Linked DNA regions of Mus musculus: region 1 is linked to region 2. Evidence: chromatin contacts called from public HiChIP or PLAC-seq data. All regions are on one chromosome and are shown on one strand. The core of a region is the stretch at or near the end of the contact, and the rest is flanking DNA. Distances in the headings are between cores, read along the strand shown. Region 1 has its middle 47 kb from the start of Hpf1. Region 2 holds the start of Aadat (aminoadipate aminotransferase).

Region 1 (4,737 bases), core at 383-2,882, 340 kb after region 2:
TTTGGTTTTTGGTTTTTTTTGTTTGTTTGTTTGTTTGTTTGTTTGTTTGTTTGGTTTTTTGAGACAGGGTTTCTCTGTATAGCCCTGGCTGTCCTGGAACTCACTCTGTAGACCAGGCTGGCCTCGATCTCAGAAATCCACCTGCCTCTGCCTCCCAAGTGCTGGGATTAAAGGCGTGCACCACCACGCCCGGCTATAAAAACTTTTCAAAGGGACCAAAAGAAAGTGTATTTATAACACTTCTAAAAAACAAAAATAAAACAAAAATCACTAACAGGCAGGCCAGCAAGAAGCAACACATTTCCTCAGCCAAATTCTTCCTCTACTCTAATCCCATTAAAGCAAAAGCCCAGAGGTTTTACATCCAGTAGAAGAAAATTAAATGAAGAATAAAAACTTTAATATTTTGCTCCTGGATTTTGTTTCTTTCTACATTCATTTTGAATCAACATCATGTGGTACCATCTTTCTTTGTATATCTTGGTGACTAAATACCCAACCAAAAATCCAGCTTAATAGAAGAGAGGTTTGTTTTATTCATGGTTCAGGGAATACAGTCCACTGTTGTGGGGAAGAGAGGGCAGCAGGACTCTGACATAGCTGGTCATACCTTGGCAAATCAGGAACCAGAGATGTGATGCCACTGGTAGGTCCAGGTCATCATCCAAAAGGCCTGTATTTAGGGGCTTGCTTTCAAAAGCATGCTTCCTACCACCAACTGGCCCACAGCTTCCCAAATTTGTCACCTACAATCATTGCTATGTTGTCAGGCTCTTGGCCTCAGTGTAGAAGGCACCAGTGTTTTTTAAGACAGAGCCTGAGACGCCAACTGTTTATACAGGTCCCAGGTGAAACCCACCTGGAATTGACTTACTCCAGCTCATGTTACCATTTCATTCACTTAATAGCATTAAGCAAGAGCATATTCAAAACTGTGTTTAAACTCCAGCTTCCTTAGCTTCTCATCTGTTCAACAAATATTCATTTAATGAACACTATAATCAAGGCACCTGGCTCAACCTCTGGAGCGGCATTGGTAGAAAAAAAATTTTAAAGCCTTCAATAGAAACAAAAAGACTTTTTAAGGACCTTCAGTAGAAACCATACTCTAATTTCCCCAACATGGACAAAAAAAAAAAAGTAAATAATTTTATTATTTGCTCAATTGCAAATATTGTAATAGTTGAAATAATAGCAAAAATATTTTCAGAATTGTTCAATTGCAATTATGACACAGTCTACTGTGGAGAAATATAATGTGTTAAAACCAGGGACACTAACTCACCCTAGAGGCTTTAGGTTCCTGCTTGCTGTAGGAAGGGATATTCAAATGGGCTTCTGCTGCATGGGTAGTGCAGAGCCATCCAGGATTAAGAGGATTCCAGATAGAGGGGACCTGAGGCAGAGCGAGGCTGATTGTCCATCAGTGGCAGTACTACAGCACAATGCACTACAGCACAGTGCACTGTGGGTGAGGACAGGTGGTCTGAGTCTTCTGGGGTCTGTAGAGAACTTCTGGCTTTATCCTGAGAACCATATGATTCTACTAGAGAGTTTCAAATCCATCTGCTGGCTGTCAGTTTTGCAACTGTGGAAGGAAGGACGGAGAACAGGCCCGGGCAGATCACAGAGGTGAGTTACATGGGGTTTTGCCTAGTAGCAATGGGGCAGGACAAAGGAAATAGGCAACAGAAATACGGGTTCCAGTGAGGACATGTCAGCTATTCTGGAGAAGGCGGTGTCCCTGAACTAAGGACTGGAAAATCTCAGCTACTTAGTTTTACCACTTTATAAACAACCCTAATAAAGTATATAATGAATGGCAGCCATTCAAACGAACGAAACTAAAAACACAAAAGCACACCCAAATTATCCACTCTGCCCTGTATCACAGGTCTTGTGCAGTTTGTAATGTTAGCTTGTTAGCTCTCTGAGTCTCAGGGAGGAGTTGTGGTTGATTAGGCCCTTCATCGACCAGAAGCATCCATTCATACGAACGGGTGAATTGTAATCACAGTGGAGTCGAGGAACCCAACTCCCAAACCTGGACCCTGTTATTCTATAGCGTTAAGTACAGATTTAAGTCAAAAGCCAATGTATCATTTCAAAGGATGCATCAGCCACCACGTTAACAAAACCTTATAGTAAGTCAGAATAAATAGAAAGATGCTTCAAAGGAAACAGCATGAAGTTATTGTGGAACTAAAGTCAGGCTCTCGGGTTTTATCCCAGTAATAATAGAATACAAGGACCACACACACACACACACACACACACACACACACACACACACACACGGTGCATCGAAAACACAATTGGAACCTTTAGCTCGGATTCTATGCTGTAATCACTGAAAATGTTGTCAGCTATCATTGATGTGCTTTAATGACAGAGGACTTCAAAAGACAAACTTCCAAACCTAACTTTATTTCTGTGGCTGCCACTAAATCAAAACTTCTGAGATCCAATTAGATCTGAGGTTTGTAACAGGAAACTTCATTAGGCAAACTTATAACATGAACGAGACTGGAAAATGAATGTGCAAACAAAACCCATAAAATATGAACTAGCTGAAGAGTAGCCACAATGAGCATGCTTTTCTCCCGTGCCTTGTTTATTTAAAGCAGGAGAGACAGGGAAATCTCTAATACGGCCTGTGAAGAATGGAGAACATATACATATACACATACACATACACATACACATACACATACACATACACATACACATACACATACACATATACATATGCCTTCTCCTGTTGTCATCGCCATGTAATCTATTGCTCTGCTCAACTACATATGCATAATATAAACACAAATATGTTGTGGATTGCTGTTTGTATTTTCTGCTCCCTCAAGAGGAGTGCCACATAAGAAGTAGATCACACACTCAGGTGAAAATCTTAATTGGTCAGATAAGGCTAGAGCCTGTGACTGGACATCTGAAGGAAAAGGCGGAGCTGAAAGTTTTAGAGAGGGGAAAGAGGGAGGAGATTAAGATGGAGCAGACCCACCTGGCCTGGAGGAGCTATAAGGAGCTGGGGATTTCATAGATAGGCAATAGAGTAGTGTGGGATACATTTGCCCAACCGAGGTGTGCACTTGTATTTATATTAATTGAGTTCTGTGTTCTCTGCACGGGCATTTTGGGATTGAAGATTTACCGTTATAAATCTGGCTGGTATAGTATAAGCCTCTAGTGTTTTCATTTCACGAGGCTAAGGGGACCTGAGTGACTGGAAGCTGGCTTTCTGCAGGCCAGCCACAGGGGCTGGATGGCCTGGGAAGTGGGAGAAGGGGCTCCAGGCATTTCAGGAAAGATTAGTTCAGTCAGTTTAGCAAGCAGAGATCAAGAAAGCTGGCTTGAGTAGCTTGGGAGCAGTTTTTTGTTGGTTTGGTTTGGGTTTTTTTTTTTTTTTTTTTTTTTTTTGGTTTTTGAGACAGGGTTTCTCTGTATAGGCCTGGCTGTCCTGGAACTCACTTTGTAGACCAGGCTGCGGATTTTTGACCTAAACGGCTTGCCAGCAGGCTGGCTGAGGGAACCAGTGCAAGACAGTGGCTTGGGGTTGGCCATCATCATGGGCATGGGCCTGGGAGTGACCGCTGATGCTGGCAGTTAGCCGGATTTAGCATGGTTCATTTTTAAAACTACATGCTACACAAATATATACAAATATATACATATAATTGGCCCTCAATATCCATGAGTTCTATGTTCAAAGATTCAATAAACCACAGATTAAGAACATTAGAAAAAAGTGGCACCTAAACTGAATATGTAATTACTCCACCATGTATTACAACTATTTACGTAGCATATATGTTGAGACGGTTGTAATAAATAATCTAGACATGATTTAAAATATACACAGTTATACAAAATTTACTTGCAAATACTATACTACTTTACATAAAGGACTTGTGTATCATGAATTTTGTTATTTAAATAATGTCAAGAAATTAATCCCCTAGTGAATGCTGATAGATGACAGACCATATGTGTACATGCGTGTGCATGCATGTACTCATGCACATGTATGTATGCACACACATACATGTTTATAACTATCATGTGTACCACAAAGAAATCATCAGTTTTTAAAGAATGAGACAACCAAATATAGTTGTAGAAAATTTACCTAAATGTAATTTAATTGACTATTTGTATGTTTTAAAGTTACATATGGTTGGGAAAATGACATCCAATTCTTTGAGCTATAATACACACAGACTCTTGTAACTATAACTTAACAGGATCTCAAATGATCTGAAAATCGCAAAGACTTCATTCAGAGGAAGGATTCTCTGGGAGGACCCCTCAGCCATAGCAAGCACTGATATGTTTTACCTCCCGATAGATTTCATACAACATCTGATGTTGTACAAGTGGCTCATGCACTCCGCAATCTTTGGCATCTAGCATCTCCTCTGACACAATGCCCTTGAGCTTCATCTCCACTGTTGCATATCTCTTGGTGTTCCACAGCCTGTGATGTAATTGGTATGAACATTTATGCATAAAGAAACACACACAAAGTATAGAAAATGGTGACAACTAACTCTCTAACACAACATGGTCAGTTTTATGTGACCTCTGTATCACCCAGATTCTTGGCCATTCATTTTCCCTTTTCTTTAAAACATGCCATTTTAGAAGCTGGATAGATGGCTTAGTGGCCAAGAGCATTTGCTGTTCTTGCAGAAGAGCAAAGTTCAGTTGCCAGCATCCACATCA
Region 2 (4,688 bases), core at 1,748-4,247:
CTTGTATAAAATCACTCACCTCTTCTGCTCTCTGAGAGCAATGAATTGTTTCCAACGTCCTTTAAAATTCATTGCATTCCTTGGCAGAGAATAAGGACTCAATAAATGTTTGGATAAAGGATCTGGGCCCTTCTGTTCTATCCTCTGGCAATCTTAAACTAAGTCTTAATCTTAAACTAAATCTTAAACTTAATCTTAAACTAAGAGTCACCTATACATTCATCTTGCTTCCTGGAAACAACTGCTCCTGCACCCTTGATGAAGCCAGAGTCCTTCCTCTCTGTCAATAAGTTTTAACTTGTGACTCCAGACTGACTGAATGCCGAGCTCTCCTCCTCTTAAATCTTGACAGCCTGTGGTGGTTTGAGTGTGAAATCTCTCCTGTAATACTCAGTGAGGCTATTAAGGAAAGTCCTAAAACCTTTAGACGAGAAGCCTCTCTGGAGGAAACGGCTCACTAGGGGAAGGCCTTGAGGTCTCAGTGGGGTCCAGGCTTTCATTTAACTTGCTGCTTCCCAACTGTAGAAATCATATGATCACTATTGAATATGCCAGCAAGATTTTGCTGAAAGGACCCTGATATAGCTGTCTCGAGTGAGGCTATGCCAGTGCCTGGCAAATACAGAAGTGGATGCTCACAGTCATCAATAGGATGGAACACAGGGCCCCCAATGGAGGAGCTAGAGAAAGTACCCAAAGAGCTGAAGGGGTCTGCACCCCTATAGGTGGAACAACAATATGAACTAACCAGTACCCCGGAGCTCGTGTCTCTAGCTGCATATGTATCAGAAGATGGCCTAGTCAGCAATCATTGAGAAGAGAGGCCTCTTGATCTTGCAAACTTTATATGCCCCAGTACAGGGGAATGCCAGGGCCAAGAAGTGGGAGTAGGTGGGTAGGGAAGCAGGGCAGGGGGAGGGTATAGGGAACTTTCAGGATAGCATTTGAAATGTAAATAAAGAAAATATCTAATAAAAAATAAAATAAAATAAAAAAGAAAAGAAATCTTGTGATCAGACACTTCAGTCTCCTGCCTCCGAGTTTCTCGGCCAATATGCCCTGAACTGTAATCCAGAGTGGCCCTCTGGTCCTTTAAGTTGCTTCCCCACGGGATTTGGTTACAGCAACAAGGAAGAACGACTAGTATGCAGCCTTTCCCTTGGACTGTGGTTTTGGTCTGTGGTGTATTTCTATAACCACAACCACCAATACCCCCACATCCTTTTACCTTCTCTGATGGGTCACTTTGTTTCCCTACCTGGCCAGAATCACCATTCACCTTATAACCAGGAAGCATCTCAGGTATTTTTCCTGTCTAATTCCAGGAGGTGGCAGTTTAAGTGGGGTTTGTCTCCATAGGCTCTCGTATTTAAACACGTTGTCCCCAGTTGGTAAGACTATTTGGGAAGTTGGGGAGGTGGGGTCTTGTTGGAGGAGGTATATTGCTTGGAGAAAGCTCCTAAGTTTCGAGCACCCACATCTTTCCCAGGGATCTCTCCCTGCCTCTTTCCTGAGAATCCAACTGTAATCTCTCAGCTACAGCTTCAGCGCCATGCCTGCATGACTGCCTGCTGCCATGCTCCCTGCCATGATGGCCAAAGAATCTAACCCAGCAGAACAGTGGACACTGAATCGAATGTTTTCTAAGTTGCCTTGGTCATGGTGTTTTATCAAGACAATATTTAAACTTAACTAAAACACAGAAAAGTCTGCATAGAAAACGCAGCAAGCTTTTTTTTTTTTAAAGAATCTTTATTTCATGATTTGATGGTCTTAGAGTCTATGCCTCGTGCTCTGTCTTCAGAGTGTACGAGTGCAGGAAGAGGCTGGCCTCCAACACTGAGAAGTCAGGCTATCTGTGGCACGTATTATTTTTAGAGTCAGAATGGTTATAACTCCAAAGCCCCTCTTGCCAGCCCGAGGACCATCCTCTTGGATGCAAAGTCCTTGCCTGACACAGCTAGTTTAAGCTACAGTGGTCAAATAAAGCTGACACCTCAAACGTCATGAGATGTCCTGTTCCCAGGGACAAGCTTGAACCCTGAGTTTTCAGCTGTTCTTTATTAATTTTGGAATTCACTCACTATATGGCCCAGGCACCTCAGCTTCCAAAAGTACTCCTTGAGCGATTCATTCACCGCTCCCTCCTTTAAATAACTGTGAACTTAAGACAGTTTCTCTTTGTATGGTCATCAACCAGGTAATTTCATACTCGATAATCGCTTTATCTTCACCATACCCAACACACTTTCAACCGAGCACTTACACAGTGGAAGCTTTGGAACTCAGTGGGAGAAGAGGCTGAGAATCGAGGAGACTGCAGATTTAGTCTTCAAATTTGGGGTTGGGAGTAACTATCCCCACTTACTCTACCGGGCTTCTACTTTGTAAAGTTACCTGAATTCATCTGGGTCCCCTTGAAGATTTGGGGGGTGGGGGTGAGAGAGGGAAGGGAAAGAGAGACAGAAAGGGACAGAGAGATAGAGAGAGACAGGGAGAGACAGAGAGACAGACACCTTGATACTGAGAAACAAGGCTAAGCACCTATTATAATGCCTGCTGCAATGGAATAAAACTACCACCAGAGGGTACTAAAGGACCAGGATCCTGAGATACCATCAGCTTCCAGAGGCTCATTTCAAAGATCTGAAGGGGAGGGTTTGGGGGGCTGGCCAATAGCAAAGCTGTGCTGCGAGGCTCTGAGCAGTTGCGAGACTCTGAGCAGCAAGGTCAAGAATCCACGCTGCGTTTATGTGAATTCGGGCACCGATCCCTGTTGTTATCGTGCATCACAGCAGGGCCTAGCGGTTTTCGTCTCTCCAAGCCCATCCCTGACCAGTGACTTGGGCTGCCTGTGGTCAGCTGCCATAGGCCGGCCGGCGGGGCGGGAGAGGGCACCCGGGTCAGCCACTGCCCCTCTGTGGATGGACTTTGTCCCTTCTGCCTCCTGACCCGGGTCTATTTAGATCTCAGACACCTACCGCAGCCGGTAGGCAGGCAGATTGGGTGGCACTACACAGGGACAGCTAACAGTGCATCCCGAGTGACTGGCTTTCTGAATCCTGCTCCACGCGACCAGCAGAGACATGAATTACTCACGGTTCCTCACTGCAACGAGCCTGGCCAGAAAGCCATCTCCCATCAGAACTACAGGTGAAAAACAAAGCCAGAGCCCTCCCTGCTCTGCAAGAGTGGAGTTTTCTTAGCGGAAGCTCTGCATGGTGCCCTGTTTTGGCGCTCACCGCTAGGGTTTGTGCCCATTCATTCAAGTGTGAAGACAACCTGTGAGCATTAGTGAAGGAGGAGTTATTTAACTTTTGTTCACTAAGAGCTTGGCTTGGAAGGCAAGGCAAGGCAGTGAGTATTTTTGCTGAGGTGTTGGAGATGAGCCAAAGGGCCAAGCATGAGGCACATCTTTCAAGCCAGCTGTAGAGAAAGGCTCTTAAAGGACTGGGGAATGGGACCCAGAGGTGGAGTTGGGACACACACAGGTATTGGGCAACAGGGAAAAAGGCCTTCTGCTGCTGGGGCCCTCTCCATTTTTCTTCGCCATCTGCATTCTTGGATTCCTCCCCCAGTGAGAAAGTCTAGAAAAATTTACTTTGTATTTATTTCAGACTAGCATTCAGTCTTAGCCCAGTATGCTGCTTTGTCAGACTAGAGGAGAGGAGTGGTAATTTAATAAACAGCAAGAATGTTCTGTCGGCTCTGGAGACTGCCATGCCCAACATCAGGTACCCAGTGAGGACAAATCCAAATAAATGATGCTTCTCGCTGCAGCTCGGTCTCTTCTGTAAGAACACTAATTCCATTTCTGACGGCAGAGTTTTTAATGATCTAATCCCATCTTTAATATAGCATATCAAGTACTAGAGTCGAGTATAGGACTTGGTCAGGGACATTAATGTTCAGACCACAGGACGGTGGACACATTTTTTTTCTTCTTTTTGTGTTTATCATAGCGGACATACTGAGCAAAGCACCAAAAACCCTCATCTCCCTGGCTCCTGGATCTCCAAACCCGAGCATGTTCCCCTTTAAGTCAGCTGCCTTCACTGTGGAAAACGGAAGCACCATCCGGTTTGAAGACGACTTGATCAAAAGGGCCCTCCAATACTCTCCAAGCTATGGGTAAGTAAGTGACCAATAGACGGTAGAATTCTATTGGTTCATTTTTAAATGCCATTGATGATGTGACTGAGATCTTTTGTTAATGGGGTGTACAATGACTGGGGAAGTTGGGAGAAGACTTTAAAATATTAAAAGCAAAATCAGTACTAAATGCTTCACACACCCCAGTGATGAGCTTTCAACCTTAAGTGACTGGGAGAGCCAGAGAAACATCTACAAGGAAGTCCCATTTGAGCTGAGTATGATACTGAAAAGAACAGTGGGAAGAGCATCACAGTGGGAAGAAAGGAAATGTATAGAACAGTCCTTGGATGTTCTGCACACACACACACACACACACACACACACACACACACACTTCCTCTCCCCTCTGGATCCACTCCCTTTCTGTCTCTCATTAGAAAAGGACAGGCTTCTAAGAGATAACAACTAAACATGACAAAATAAAATATAAGATGAAGCAAAAACTGTCATATTGAAGTTGAACATGGCAACCCAACAGGAAGGAAACAGCCCCAAGAGCAGGCGAAAGAGTCAGAAACACACTCGTTCTCAGA

Evidence for each region. HiChIP or PLAC-seq counts read pairs in DNA pulled down with a chosen protein or histone mark.
Region 1: an H3K4me3 HiChIP or PLAC-seq map of embryonic stem cells shows a contact between it and region 2, with 14 read pairs. The contact joins the enhancer-like site here to the promoter of Aadat in region 2. A contact is called at or near these places in 8 of 39 promoter capture datasets (cranial neural crest, embryonic stem cells, hippocampal neurons and 2 more), 2 of 484 Hi-C or Micro-C datasets (embryonic stem cells and pre-megakaryocyte-erythroid progenitors), 5 of 115 datasets of contacts at active chromatin or transcription factors (embryonic stem cells and stem cell-derived neural progenitor cells) and 2 of 9 other capture datasets (adipose tissue and pancreatic islet).

The regions. Positions count from the first base shown.
Region 1 is chr8:60,840,924-60,845,660 of GRCm38.p6, forward strand. No RefSeq gene overlaps it. Among named protein-coding and RNA genes, the nearest start is that of Hpf1, 47 kb to the right of the region's middle. Within about 2 kb of position 1,633, at least 16 of the 459 cell types and tissues checked have an H3K27ac peak or open chromatin away from gene starts, as enhancers often do. A contact at or near this core is called in embryonic stem cells, where this site is marked.
Region 2 is chr8:60,503,127-60,507,814 of GRCm38.p6, forward strand. Aadat (aminoadipate aminotransferase) reads left to right here and starts at 2,998. Exons shown (of 13, transcript NM_011834.2): 1 at 2,998-3,153; 2 at 3,963-4,131. The coding sequence starts at 3,087.